Regions from separate parts of the Mus musculus genome. Here region 2 is linked to region 1. Evidence: chromatin contacts called from public HiChIP or PLAC-seq data. All regions are on one chromosome and are shown on one strand. The core of a region is the stretch at or near the end of the contact, and the rest is flanking DNA. Distances in the headings are between cores, read along the strand shown. Region 1 overlaps Themis (thymocyte selection associated). Region 2 overlaps Themis (thymocyte selection associated).

Region 1 (7,546 bases), core at 2,017-4,516:
ACCCTTACAAGAAGGCTCACCTGTAAACACCTTTAAACTCTTACCCAATTAATGACAAAGACATCACGCTAACCCCAGCCCAAAGGAAGTTCCAGATAGTGATGACCTTAGACTTCAGCCACTACCCAGGTGTTTTCACTAATCCAATAAGAAACGATTCCTCTATCTGAAAATTCTGAACATTTAAACTTAGTGAGTGTTTATTCTGTACTGAGAATTACAGTGATAAATGATTTTGCTTTTGCTCTTAGCCGCCTTGTTATCTATTAGATCACGCTACTCCAACAAACACAAAACTAACTCCAAATACATGTAAAAAGCAATAAGTGAAATAATAAAGGCATAAAAGTACTTAACCTGGGGTGAGAGCACATGCCTCTACTCACAACGTTTTGGAAGAAGAGGCGGGCACTCTTTTGTGTGTTTGAGGACTGTTCTACAAAGGAAGTTCCAAGCCAGATTGGGCTACATAGTGAAACCCTGCGCATACACACACACACACACACACACACACACACACACACATTCATAAATATATATACATGTGTATATATGTACATGTGTGTATATGTATGTGTATTATATATACACACGTTCACATATGCATTCACATGCACATATACATATGAGGAGAGCAATTACATCTAACTTTGCTACTTAGGAATGTTGTCTATAAAGCCATGGTTCCCAGCCTCAGGTTCATGTTAGTCCTAGCTTGGGAGCTTTGAAGAATCTTCATGACCAGACTTTGCCCAAATAAATCATGATACCTCCTGCATCACGACTTTCTAATCTCCCTAGATGAGGTCACTGTGCAGCCAAGCTTGAAAACCAGCCATCATTTTGAAAGACCAGGAAGGATATAAAAAAAATGGGTAAGCTTTCGGTTCAAAGGGACAGAGAATTAGAGCACTTGCAAGAATCTTCTCATTAATATAACCAATTTATTTTTACTCTCCAAACATCAGGTCAATTATAACATTCTCTGAAAAGCATTTTCTACTTCCCCAATGATATCAATAAGAATCTTAATAACAGTAATATAAGTTATCACCATTTTTATGAATGTTGCTATAGTCCAGATGCCATAGCAAGCACTTTAATTATGTTTTGATAATATCCTCCACAAAGGCACCAGGAGACAAGTAGGAATACCAGTATTTAACTTTACATACGGTGGAAAAAAAATAACATGCCAAGGTAATTCAATCAAAACATGGTGAAATTGCTTGTAGAACTACAAAATTCATGTTCTGTAACATGACCTACTGATCCTATGCAGCTTCTCACATAGCCCAGGCATACGTTAATCATACTGTAAAGCATATTATATTGTAATGCGTTTGTGATTTTTCATTCGCTACTCTCTTATTCATCCAATTGACAGGTTTTTTAATTTATCCTCAATGTGTATGGTGATAGAACTATGAAGACTGGAAATTAGTAGTGCAGAGCACATATCAACAAATAACTTGACTAGCCAAATCCTGCTAGCCACTCCTTTTTATAAATAAAGAGTATTTTGAGCTACAACCACGGCCATTGGTTGATGGGTTTGTTACCTGCAGTGACCTTCATGTTAAAAGATTGCTGTACAGTAGTTATGGCAACAATCTGGCCACAAAGCCTTAAAATTTACTATCTGGCTGTTTAAAGCAAGTTTGACAGCTCATAGTCTAGAGCACAAGACAGGTAAATATAATGACCACCCAATGATATGCATGCTGTGGTACCCACACTGTCGGAATGAGGAGACCCAGGTAACCTGCCCCTGTCTCTTCGCATCGCCCCTTCCTGAGCCAGAATGGCCAGCACTTCCTTTCCGCAACCTTCTTGCGACCTTTGAAGAGGGCAGACAAAGGGGAGCTGGAACGTGGCCTCCTGCCTAGCACTGTATATTGCGCTCCCTTTTTCTGATAATTCTAACCAATAGCACTTTCCTGGTGTAGATGGCTCTTGCCTTTGAAGGAGGCAAGAGTTAGTATCCTTGATGTGATAAAGCACACTCCTGAGCTATGGGAAAGAGACAATTAAGTGTTCCCAAACAGCTGTGACTGCTTTGTAACAACACGCTGGCCTCCTATAATGGGATGAGTTACTTCTTCCCAGGTCAAAGAGGTCCTTCTCCAGCTGCGAAATTCCGCCTCTCTGTCTAAACAAATGTTATCAATTTGAAGGACCGCACACCTTTCCCCCTACTCAATCATGTAATGACAGGCCTTGAGCGCCCCAGCGTATGCATCTTCATATATATATATATATATATATATATATATATATATATATATATATATATATCAAACCCTTGAACTTGAGCATCGCTTTCCTAACCTGTGCAGCTGGAAGGTCTGTGATAGCACCCACACTCGTATAATAAAAACTCTCTTTGTTTAGTACATCAGTATCGCAATTTCTGGCGGTCTTCTGGGGTTCCCATGAACTGGGCATAACATTCTGGGACTCTTCTGAGGTTCCTCAGCAGATCTCCAGAGCCTGCAATTGGGAGAGCCTAGTGCTGGCTGGTGAGTGTCAGTATTTCTATACTGGTTGTGTCTGTTCTGTTCTTGCTTTTGGCATTGGAAAAGCCTCGAGGTGTTTGGAAAAGCAGCAGAGGGTGGCTAGAGCATACTCACTGGAGAGCCACCAATGCCGGGACCAGGGACACATCCCTGGACTTCCTGAGGGCTTGTCCGGTACCTGTGGGGCGAGTGGGGGTGGGGAGAATTTGTGACGAGGAAGGGCTGCTTTCCTCTCTACCTCGCTTTCAGTTTCTGAGGCCAGAGTCTGTGAGTTCTAGTGTTTGGATATATTTTTGTTTCCAGTCACTAAGTGGCTACTTCGTGCGTGTGGGTCTGTCTGTTGCGTCCCTTGAAATGTTTTGTTTCGTGTTGTACTATACTTTGATATGGGACAGACTGATTCTCACACCCTCAACATTCTTTTAGCTCATTTTAAGGAAATGAAAACTAGAGTTCACAATCTCTCAGTGGATATGAAGAAAGGGAAAATATACACACATATACCAGCTCAGAGTGTCCAGCCTTCCTAGTTGAATGGCCGCCAGAGGGGACCTTTCACATCCCTATGGTGTTGGCAGTAGATGACAGAGTGTTCCAAAAAGCACGTGGACACCCAGATCAAGTTCCCTGTATGTTTGGAAGGATTTAGTTAATAATCGACCACTGTGGGTTAAGTCCTTCCTCTTCCCTCCAGCTAACGCTTCTTCATCATGTCGGCCCTGGTGGTGGAAGAATGTAAACAGGAAGTCCGCAAACCTCCTGTGCCTCTTCACCCCATTTTATAGGCCACTACATCGGAAGATGTTCTCTTCCCATCTCCTTACACACAAGTTTCAGCTGCGCAAGCTTCCCACAGGCACCAGCTTTGGCTGTACCAGCTCCAGCCCTGCCCTTGCTCCCCCTACCCTCGGAGGAGGTGCCAACAGCCTCAATAGTATCAACTTCAAGAATGGGCTGGGCAGGGGGGGGGGGCTGCACAGGGAACCGGAAGCAGGCACTCAATGCCTCCTTAGGCTATAGAGCTGGGCAGATTCCACTGTCTTACGCCTAAGGGCAACAGAATCAGCTGACCAACAGGAGAATCAACTCCACCATTATTGGCCCTTCACTATTGCTGATTTTTATAATTGGAGGAGAGAGAATGCCAGACTCTCTGACTATGCTAGAGAGCTCATTGGTCTCTTAGACAATATCCTTTTTACCCATCAGCCCACTTGAAATGATTGTCAGCAGCTCTTAAAGATCCTCTTTACAACTGAGGAAAAGAAACACATCATATTGGAGGTCCAAAGAATGTTCCATGTCCTAAGGGCACTCCACCCCAGAACCCCGTTGACAGACAAAAGATTTCCCCTCAGGAGACTGCTTGGGGCTATAATACTGGTGAAGGGTGGGAGCATTTCCGAGTCTATCACCAACCTCTAATGGCGGGTCTCAGGACAGCCACTCATCGACCCAAATTTGGCTAAGGTTTATGATGTCAGGCTAAAGGATGATAAAGGCCCAACAGAGTTTCTCAAGCAGATTATGGACACTTTCTGCCATTATACACACCTAAATCCTGAGGAGACTGAGAATTCTAACACAGTAGCGCTGGCATTTATAAATCAGCACCGACCATTAGAAGGAAGTTTCAGAAGTTAGAAAGACTAAGAGAGAGAAGTCATTGAGAGATTTAGTGGAGGTTGTGAAGAAGGTATACCATAGTAGGGAGACTAAAGATGAAAAGAAGATTAAGACAGAGAAGCTAATAAACAGAGATCTAGCCAAAGTCCTTCTTGCCAATAGTAATCCAGATTAGAGACAGAGGAAGTGCCAACTTCAAAATATTGCTGAGGGGAAAAAGCCTAGAAAAGGTTGTCCACCAATCTTAGCTAAGAACCATTACAGCTACAACCACCTGTTGTAAGTAAGAAGGATACTGGACTAGAGAATGCCCAAAGAGAAAGCCAAAGAATAAGACTATAATCACCAAGGAAAAACAAAAGATTGAGGGAGTCAGGGAACAGACCTCCTTCCCCAAGCCAGGGTAATCCTTAGAGTGCAGGGAAAGCCTCTGGAATTCCTGGTGGACACCGGAGCTTAATCTTCAGTGCTTGTAAAGGCTGAAGGGCCATTGTCTCCTAAGAAGTCCTGGGTCTAAGGGAACACAGGCACCAAATAATATTCATGTACTACCCGAAGAACAGTGGACTTGAGAATGGGATGGTAACCCATTCACTCAGTCATCCCTGAGTGCCCCTACCCCCTACTGGGGAGGGATCTCCCAGCTAAAATGAGGGCCCAGATACATTTTAAACCTGGGAAAGTCCAGTTAATAGGTCAGAACAATGATCCGATCCAGGTGTTGAACTTGACTTGGCCTCTGAGACTGAGTATAGACTATACAAGGTAGCCCTAGAAGGACAGAAACATTTCCAATGAAGACTGAGACTACTACAAAGGTAGTAGCTAAGAAGTTGCTAGAGGTAATCTCACCCAGGTGTAGATTCCCTATATGATAGGATCAGACAATGGACCAACATTTGTGTCCAATGCATAACAGATTGTCCTTTGTAGATATGGAATTGATTGACCTATAGGAATTTTATCTTCTTCAACCCACACAACACACAGCCTAGTTTTCGAAGTTAGCACCATTGCAAACTTGTAATTTTAGCATTCAGCAGCCCAGGCAGGACACTCTTGAGTTCAATGTCAGTCTGGATTACGTGGTGAGAAACAATAGCAGCAGGAGCAGCAGCAGCAATAGCAACAACAACAACAACAACAACAACAACAACAACAACAACAAGAGAAATGTTGCAGTGTGGGGCTGGTATAGACCATGCTGCCACTGAGGTGCGGTGCAGCTTTCCGACTTGTCCAGCTTCTTTTTGAAGTGACAACTGCCCTGCTCTTCTGCTACCTGCAGAGAGGCTAAACCTGTTTTCCTGAGAACTTCCTGAATGAGCGGCCAGCCTGGCGACCAGCGCTGACAAAATGGCTCCAGGCACCAAGTGTGGAGCTGGCAGACTAGTGCTAACTACTTGGCAACAATACATCAAGAAGCCTGGCATGGTTGGGGTGGGGGGTGGGGTGGGGGATAGGCCTTCCCCCTTAAAAGCACGGTCTCTTAATAAACAGTGGGCCTTGAACAGAATCCTGTCTTGGTCTCCATTAATCTCTCCCAGTCTAAGTCTTTTTCAGCCCCAGCCTGCCTCCCAGGTTTACCCGGTTGATATAGGCCGCGGGCCGGTATACAACATTGCAGGATATTTGATCACATTTGATCAGATTGTGAACTGGTAAAACCTTGTGGTGTGGCTCAGCCTTTGTACATTCCTTTAATCCAAGAGCTAAATAAAGTCTAGGTTAAGAGTCAGAGCTGTCCAGGTGTGGTGGTGCACGCCTTTAATGCCAGCACTTGAGAGGCAGGATTTCTGAGTTCAAGGCCAGCATGGTCTACAAAGTGAGTTCCAGGACAGCCAGGGCTATACAGAGAAACCTTGTCTCGAAAAACCAAAAAAAAAAAAAAAAAAAAAAAAAAAAAAGAGTCAGAGCTGGCAACCAGTGGACAGAGGGTGAACAGAAAGGAGGGATCTTAAGCTGGGAGGTATTTAAGACAATATGAAGGAGAAGAAAGCTTTTTCCTTCTAGGATGCTGGTGGAGTAGGAAGATCAGTCGGGTGCTTTCTTGGCCTCTCTGAGCAAGGAAGCTTTCACCACAACTCCTGGCTCCTAAATCTTCATGTGCTAAAGTCAAACAGCTGGGATTTTTGATTTTTAAAACAACAGAGAGAAATGACCACTATTATATTCATAAGGAAAGCTATCATTATTTCTGTGTTCTGTGAAGTAGATGCAATAGAAATACCTGGAAAATTCATGGGCAGCTCAAAAGGCTTCTGAGACTCACAACCTCCAATAGCGCCCTCACAAATTTCAGCCATCATCTTCTTAATTTTGAGACCGGTGATTTTAATCACTTCTCCTGTTGACAGACAGCATTCATTGCCAAACATCTCATAAACAGACCCTGAGAAGAAAGAAAATAAACTTTAAAAATGGTTCAACAGTGAAGAACAAAACAGATGTGCATTGCCTCTAAACTGTTCTTACTCAGTTTCTTCCTTAGTTAAACAGAAATTTAACCTGACTATCAAAAATGTACCACGCACCAGGAAACACACCCCTTCCCTGCCAGAATATTTGGTACATTCTACCAGGTCAAAGAATTAGCACGTATAAGTCAGCAGCAATTATAGCCTTGTTTGAATATGTACTGCAAACAAGGCTATAATGGAATCTAAGACCCAAAGACAGAGCAATGTGTATACCAGGAGTTCATACTAACAGCTTCCTATTTATTTTTCAGATTTGCTTCTTGTCATCAATGTGATTTTAAGTCTTCTTGATCATTTTTATCTGTTGCTTCTTGACAGGCTAGAGATGATACTCAATACCTTTATGGCAATAGGTGGCAGACCAACCCAGCAAAACAAAAGAATCACTTCGGCTCAGGATTCCAGCCTCCTGGACAAACCTTTCATCACAGACGCTAATGTTAAGGCTGTTGTTCATTTATTTTCTTTCTGTGTCTCCCAATACAAGGAGAACAGGCAGGGGAACAATCAAATCTGAGCTCCAAACAGATGAGTGGCCTATAGTTCTGGACAGACGGCTCTAGTCTAAACAGATCTCATGGCACATTTTCTGCAATATAATTGTGTCACAAATGAATGGTAACTCATAACTGGTGTAAAGAGCATTACACAACTGCAGGCGATCAAATAGGATAGCAATTTGTCCCTTCCTCCATGGTGGCTCAAAGCTTCTTGACCATACGAAATGTAAGGTTATAAGGACAAAATGCTAGCTTTGTCTGCTTTTTTAATTGTTCTCTTTTGAAAAATAAATTCTCTATTTTCCTTTCTTCTTTAGTGTTTAGTCTGCTAAGATATTATAACCCTTTCACAGCATTCATGGTTTTTGTAAATGTTTCTAAAGCTGGAATTTCACCTATTTCAAAATGTTCTGATCATGCC
Region 2 (7,546 bases), core at 3,285-5,784, 91 kb before region 1:
GTCTTCAAAAAGAACCTCCTTTCTTTGCTCTTAGTTAATTCTTTGTTCCCAGAGATCTGTTCTGTCTTATGTGTAACCATTGGTCACAAGTGACCACTGAAGGCTTGACACATGACTTTTCTAAACTGAGAAGTGTTTATAATATGCAGAGAAGCTCTAAAACTTTTAAAAGAACATAAATTCTCACATTTTACTACTAGAAAGTTCTGAAAAGGGACACAGTTACACAAATTCCTATACACCCCCAAGAAACTGGTTTAATTAGACAGAAATAAGGAAGGCTTCACTAGTTTAGAAAAACAAGGAGTTGGGCAATGATAGCCCACAAGGCCAGCCTGGTCTACACATGAAATTTCAGGACAGCCTAACTCTGGGTGGGACTTCTCTAACACTGATCTGTTTTTCTGATGTGTTTTTGTTTTGTGTTTGTTTGCTTGGCACAAATGATACCAATGATGATGTTTTAGAGTTTTGTGGCTGTGAAGAGATACCATGACCAAGACAACTCTTATAAAGAACAACATTTAATTGGGGCTGACTTACAGTAGCAATTTGTTCTTCTGATGGAAAAAGCAATTTTGTAGACAACTTTGAGAGAAGTAAGAAGCTTCAAAAGAAAAAAATGCTAAACCAGAGGAAGAGTCTGGAGGACTAAAACAAGAGCTAACTTAGGCAGAAATTCAAAATCGAGTGAAACAGGGATCATTCCCATTGGTACTCTAATGTTCAAGTACTGAAAAGGTTGATGCAGCCCACAGCAGTAGCAATGCCCTCTCCTGGTACAGAAGGGAACATTAAAGAAGAAGGAGAAGAACACTGTAAAGAAGGCAAGGGAAAACATTGTAAAGAGAGTGCCCGCAACTCAAAACCATCTGAAATTGCAGTTCCAGGAATCTGACACCCTCTTCTGGACTCTTAGTCATAGACACAATATGTGTATACATTCATGCAGACAAAACACCCATACTCATAAGATAAAAATAAATATTCTTGTAGAAAGAAGAAATGGATAAGAGGAAGAAGAAAAACAAACAGGCAAGCAAGCAAACAAACAAACAAAAATCCAGGAATAATTTGTAGCAACCGGTGACTCTAAGTCAATAGATGTTTCCCTGTGGTTCTTCAAATGCCTGCCAAAGAAAAACCTGATGCCAATTCTTAGTATGTAGGAGAAACAGATATTTAAAAACTATCCCAAAGGATGGTTGATGGTGCAATGAGGTATCCTCTAGAACATAGAATTGCCAGATGATTTCACCAAAATACAGGAATACTGTCTCAGCCAAGAGTACTGGTTGGGTTCTCCAAAAAGAAGGGGAAATTTGGCTTCTCTTAATTCCTGGAGAAGGACTATCTCTAGTACGATCCCTGGTTAATCTGACAAGGAGTTGAATCCTAGGAAGAAGATGTGGGGACAGTTCAGTGTTTGTACCAATGATGACTGTGTAGCCATATACAGAGGGGGCTCTCTTCAATGTCAAAAGAAAGGAGTGTGTGTGGCTCAAGGCATGCCAATAGCTGAATTAAATAAGATAACATGTTCCATTAGTAAAAAGCATTGGTGAAAACCTTAATAATAATCAAAGGAATATGGTTATGATCTAAACATTAAAAAATAAAGAAATAAGGGATAAATCAGGACCAAATTCAATTCCTATATATTTTGCCATAGACACTAACCAATACTTAACTTCTTTTTCCTTTCCATTTTATTGGAGGATGCAAACGTCCTAGCTTCCCTTAATTTGGGGTAAAAACCACTGATATGGAAAAGTGGTTGTGAAGGTATGTATTCAGCAGTCTTGTGCCTGATATGATTGGACTGAAAAGATACACTTCTTAACTGCCTCCCAAGTAGCCACCACCTAAAGATAGTGTGAGTAGGTCATACATTCCCAGACATTAGCTGCTGTCCACTATCTGTTGCAAATACTCCCTAAAATACACACTTGGTAATGCCATTCTTCTAAGGTAGTCCCTACATAGAGGTACCAAATGCTGGTGGCAACCAAGACACTACTGCTCATTAGTAATGAGTTTGTCTCCCAGTGTCTTCCCAATGGCCCTCCAACTTCCTATTAGCTTTTTTAGCATATGTATTTTCTTAAACATTTAATATTAAATTAGAACCACCTCCAACTATAGCAAGCCTTTATAATTCATTTCATTCTTACCTCATGTCTGCATTTGTAAAGGCCACCACAGCAATGTCTTTTACTGTGAATTGCAAAGCTTTGTGTCAACTCCAAGAACCCCATAAATCTAATTCAGGTGCAGGATGGCTCTTGTATACTAACAGGACACCTACTGAGGCATTCAAGACCTCTCTACTGGCTGGTTTTGAGTGTCAACTTGACACAGGCTGGAGTTATCACAGAGAAAGAAGCTTCAGTTGGGGAAATGCCTCCATGAGATTGAGCTGTGGGGCATTTTCTGCATTAGTGATCAAGGGCGGAGGGCCACTTGTAGGTGGAACCCAGCTGGTAGTCTTGAGTTCTATAAGAAAGCAAGCTGAGCAAGCCAAGGGAAGCAAGCCAGTAAGTAACAAGCCTCCATGGCCTCTGCATCACCTCCTCCTTCCTGACCTGCTTGAGTTCCTTTGGTGATACACAGCAACATGGAAATGTAAGCTGAATATACCCTTTCCTCCCCAACTTGTTTCTTGGTCATGATGTTTATGCAGGAATAGAAACCCTGACTAAGACAAACTCTTAAAGTCAAAAATATTGTTATAACTTATATAACAGTTCTTTTCCTCAAAAATCCAGTAAGGTAAATGAAAAAAAAAAAAAACTGTAAGTGGTCTTCAGTCTCTCTGCATTTGTACAGACTCAAGACTAAATTCACATATAAAGCTATGTTAGGCATAGGAATTCCAACTTACTTATACCTCCTTATTATACAACAAAGTTTTAATCATGCCATGAGTTTTTCTTTTTAAAGGAAAGAACGAGAACGTAATAAAGGTTCAAATTGGGCTGGGTTGTCAAGTATGAAAACGAATAGAGTTGCTGATTTCATAGACCAGTTTTGAGGTTTGCCCACAATTGTGACAAGTGATTGCATGTTATTTAACTTGAAAATAATTTCTAAACAATGAAGAGAAATTTGTAATTCTGTACTTCCAAATGTAAGGCAGTACTTCTCAAGTTATGCAAAGGGAATGGAAAAGCATCATGTGTATTTGAATGCTGTGTTATCAATCCAAATGCAATTGCAGAGAAACCTACCAATGTTTTAAAATAAATGCTCATAGCTGCCCAATCCAGAGTTAAGCTGTATCAGTTGGCTAAAGGCAGTGCAGAGGCACATATATTTAAAATAAAGCTTTCCAAAGTCAGATCCTCAGGCCTGATAACCAATAAATTAAGTGCCATTCCCTGTGGACTAAGTATTCAAGCACATGAGTCTATGTGGGCCAAACCTATCCAAAACCACGATAAGGAGTTTTCCCAAATGTTCATAAATATATTTCCCATTCTTAGGACAGACATAAAATCAACTAAAAATTCTTTTTCTATGACATCTTGAAATGGGAATTACAACACATTTTCAGTTATTCAATAGGTTCATTATATTTCATCATTATCTTTTTTAATATCTGCTTATTACTTATAATGCCCACAAGAAATTTTCACGGCAATTTTATGCACTTCATGTATCTTTTTACTTGTTTGTTTCATATAGTAACTAAGAGTGTTCTATAGATACAAGATGAATCATGCATTATTAAGTAACAAAATCTTTGTTTTAAAACATTCATTTTAATAATCTGCTAAAAATAGCTTGTTATTGAACGTAGAGTATATATCTTTTCTATTTTATCTCAAATTCTAAGCAATTTATTTCCTCTTTTCAGGTAAGTAAGTGTATAAAATATATTCAACAGGTCCAGTACAATAACTGGAACTTGCTGATGGCTGATGTGGAAGTTTGAATGAGAATGTCCCATTGGCTCAGTGTATTTGGCCCCCAGTCATTCCAACTGTTTGAGAATAAATCAAGGGTGTGGACTTATTGGAGGAGGTGTGTAACTGGGTGTGGAATTTGTTGTTTCAAAAGACCCCTGTCATTCCTTCTGTGTCTCTTTCTGCCTCCTGTTTGAAGAACAATACAATGGGCTCTCAGCTGTTGCTGCTACCATGGCTTTGTTCCACCATCATGGCTTTTAACCTTCTGAAGCTATCAATCCAATTAAATGGTTTCTTCTATGAGTTGTCTTGGCCAAAGCTTTTTGTCACTGCAATCACAACATAACTAAGATAATTTAAGACAGACTGTTTTATTTAGGGTTTTTTATTGCTGTGAAACGATACCATTAAACAAGGCAACTTTTATAAAGGAAACCTAGCTGGGGCAGGTTTACCATTTCAGTGGGTTAGTGCATTATCAGCATGTGGGAAGAATGGCATTGTGTAGGCAGTCTTGGTGCTAGAGGAGCTGAGAGTTCAACGTCTTGATCCACAGGAGACTGATTCGATACACTGGGCAGAGCTGGAGCTGCACAGTGACACATTCCCTCCAGCAAAGCCACATCTATTAGTGTCACTTCCTGTGGGCCACATAGTCAAACACATGAAACTATGTGGGCCAAACCTATCCAAACTGCCAAAAAGAGTTTTCCCCAAATGTTCATGAATATATTTCCCATTCTTAGAACCCGTGTCTAGCAAACAACACATAGAGACAAAGTCACATGTCATTTTGCCCCACGGAGTAGTTATTTAATGATGTTACCATCTACACCGATTACACTTTTTTTTTTCATTCAATGGAAAAAGTTTATTTTCAGAGTGAAACAAATGTTAACTAACTATTTGTATTCTAGGGCTTCATCTCCCATCCCATCTAATTTACTTAAATGTCTTGCTGTGTTTCCTGATTTGTTAGAGACTCCAGGTACACCTCCCTCCCCCTTGCCTCTGTCAACCCAGCAAGCTGTTTCCCCTGACTTCAAAGTGCAAATATTTTTGCTTCATCACCAGTCTGGTAGTCTAAAGGGCCTTTTGGCTTACATAAAGAGAATCATATTTTGCAAAGAAAACAATAGGCTTGAGATACTAATCAATGCCTCCTTTTCGAATATGTATTTTCTTCCTGAAAAAACTAGGAGATTTTCTTTTATGAAAAAACAAAGGCAGAATGAGAATGAAGCCATCAAAGAGTATTAATTAGATTTTAAAATTCAAGTTAATTTTTTTTTAAAAAGACACAATTAGCTGAATTTCTTATATATTTGTGTGATTATTCAGATCAGGAACCTAACAGGTCCAAAAACATTAAAGTGTTTTCAAACAGAAGTTCCAGTTACTCATTGTGCCTGAAATTACCTGATAAAGAATGCTAAAGTTTTCTTCCTATTGCTTTCTACTGGGAGGTTTACCATTTTGGCAGCCCGAGCCTTAGCTCCCAGGGAGTATCGCCCAGCATTTTTGCTTAACAGGTGATCAACCCTAAGGAATCTTCCAATTTGAAATAGAATGAGGCTGTGCTCTTTTTGAAATGTAAATATTCTGGGTTTCAGACGCACTGTCAGCAAATAACGTGAATTCACATTTGCTTTGCAAAGATCTGTGGCCAAGTTGCTTTCTAACTTCTGGTTGAGCTCTACCTCAACCAGAAAGTAAAAATTATACTACTACTTTTGGTAGCTATTTTATTTTTTAAGGTAATACATCAAATGAAGATTTTAGTAAGGAACAAAACATGTAAAATATATGTAAATAGAACATGTATTTTTAAGGATCCCACAGAATTGGCCAAATGGTTTGAGCTAGTGGCCCTTTGCTTTCTGTACATTAAACAGAGAAGGAGGTTGTTTTAAACTCTCATAGTTGTATTTATTATGAATAAACAAAAATTAATGCCAAAACAAGGGTCTGTCCTTTGTTCAGTTATGTCTGAAATGCTATACTTTAATGCCTTCTTTGTATTCCCTGACAAACATCATAGAGAATATCGAGCTGCACAAGTGAAGGAGAGGCACAGTGGTGCCCAACATGCTCACCAGCCTACAGGCCATCACCAGCCTACAGGCCATCACCAGCCTACAGGCCATCACCAGCCTACAGGCCATCACCAGCCTACAGGCCATCACCAGCCTACAGGCCATCACCAGCCTACAGGCCATCACCAGCCTACAGGCCATCACCAGCCTACAGGCCATCACCAGCCTACAGGCCATCACCAGCCTACAGGCCATCTACTCAGACATTACCCTCTACTGTGGTCATGCTTATTGCACAGCTGCAAGAAGGTTTTTCTCTGCTCCATTAAATGAAGAACATTAGAAAATACCTTTAAATTTCATAGCAGTCACTAGCCTCACATAAGATGCTGAAACTCTGAAACTAATTGTTTCCAATATTCTTAAGCATCACCTGAGACAAAAACAAACTTCTTTAAAGTCACACTATGGATTTTTTTTCCATTCTTTTTTTGCTTTTTTTTTTGCAATTAAAAGAATTTGGGCTGGTAAGATGGCTCAGCTGTTAAGAGTGCCGACTGTTCTTCCAAAGGTCCTGAGTTCAAATCCCAGCAACCACATGGTGGATGGCTTACAACCATCTGTAATGAAATCTGATGCCCTCTTCTGGAGTATCTGATGACTGCTACAGTGTACTTATAATAAATAAATAAATAAATAAATAAATAAATAAATAAATAAATAAGAATCCATGTATTCACAGCCTTTACCTCTATTCTCTCTCCTCCTTCCACAGGGTTACTGCAAATAACTCAGTGTGTGTGTGTGTGTACACACATGCATGTGATATCATGTACAGATGTATATGATCAAACTGAAATGTATAATTTTGACTGTGATTTTTCTTAACAAATGGAAAAACAATGTATATTTTGCTTTACAATTTGCTTTTTTCACTTAATAAGTTATCTTATTTTAATATTTACTATTTTAAAATACACCCCCACCTGCATTAGTATTTAAATATTTGGAACCATCCTTTGATTTATCTAATTTTTCATCCATCAATAGACATCTGGACTGGTTGCGCATGTTCAGAATTTGAAGTTATCCAAAAATGATCTTTTATGAATGTGTATATAATGCTTTCTCTAATACAAATAATTGTTCAGTAGGATTGCCAGGCCCAAATGCACACCTTTAGGGTGTTCGAGAATATGTGTCCTTACTCTCTTGGGGCTTAGCCTCACCTTTATTTTCATTGTGTATCCAGTGAATTCAAATTTCTCATTTTAATTTTTGCATAGACTTGAATTTCCATTAGATTAAGCAGTGTTTCACATAGTTAGTGATTATTCACACTTCTGGAAGTTTTCTATTGCTTGAGGTTTTCTTCCCAACATACAAGGGGGAAATGAATACACTCATGGACCCATTTCACAAAGATGACTTTCATCTGTATACTGAGGCTCTTTGAGGAAATGTTCTTACAGCTCAGGACACATCCTTTTTTTTTTTTCTTTTGTTTTACTGCTTAGTGATGAAGCTCCTGATGTCAGCCTCTGGAAATCCTTGGCTCTAGCACTTAGTTTGTGTACAGCCAGATTCACTCACGTGTAC

The links. HiChIP or PLAC-seq counts read pairs in DNA pulled down with a chosen protein or histone mark.
Region 2: a contact with region 1 is called in a CTCF HiChIP or PLAC-seq map of CD8 T cells, with 8 read pairs. The contact joins two enhancer-like sites. A contact is called at or near these places in 1 of 15 datasets of contacts at CTCF or cohesin (CD8 T cells) and 2 of 9 other capture datasets (adipose tissue and liver).

Annotation. Positions count from the first base shown.
Region 1 is chr10:28,721,466-28,729,011 of GRCm38.p6, reverse strand. It overlaps Themis (thymocyte selection associated), which reads right to left. Exons shown (of 6, transcript NM_178666.6): 2 at 6,376-6,537. Among named protein-coding and RNA genes, the nearest start is that of Themis, 57 kb to the right of the region's middle. Within about 2 kb of position 3,266, at least 9 of the 459 cell types and tissues checked have an H3K27ac peak or open chromatin away from gene starts, as enhancers often do. A contact at or near this core is called in CD8 T cells, where this site is marked.
Region 2 is chr10:28,813,344-28,820,889 of GRCm38.p6, reverse strand. The region is part of intron 4 of Themis (thymocyte selection associated); the gene reads right to left. Among named protein-coding and RNA genes, the nearest start is that of Themis, 150 kb to the right of the region's middle. Within about 2 kb of position 4,534, at least 13 of the 459 cell types and tissues checked have an H3K27ac peak or open chromatin away from gene starts, as enhancers often do. A contact at or near this core is called in CD8 T cells, where this site is marked.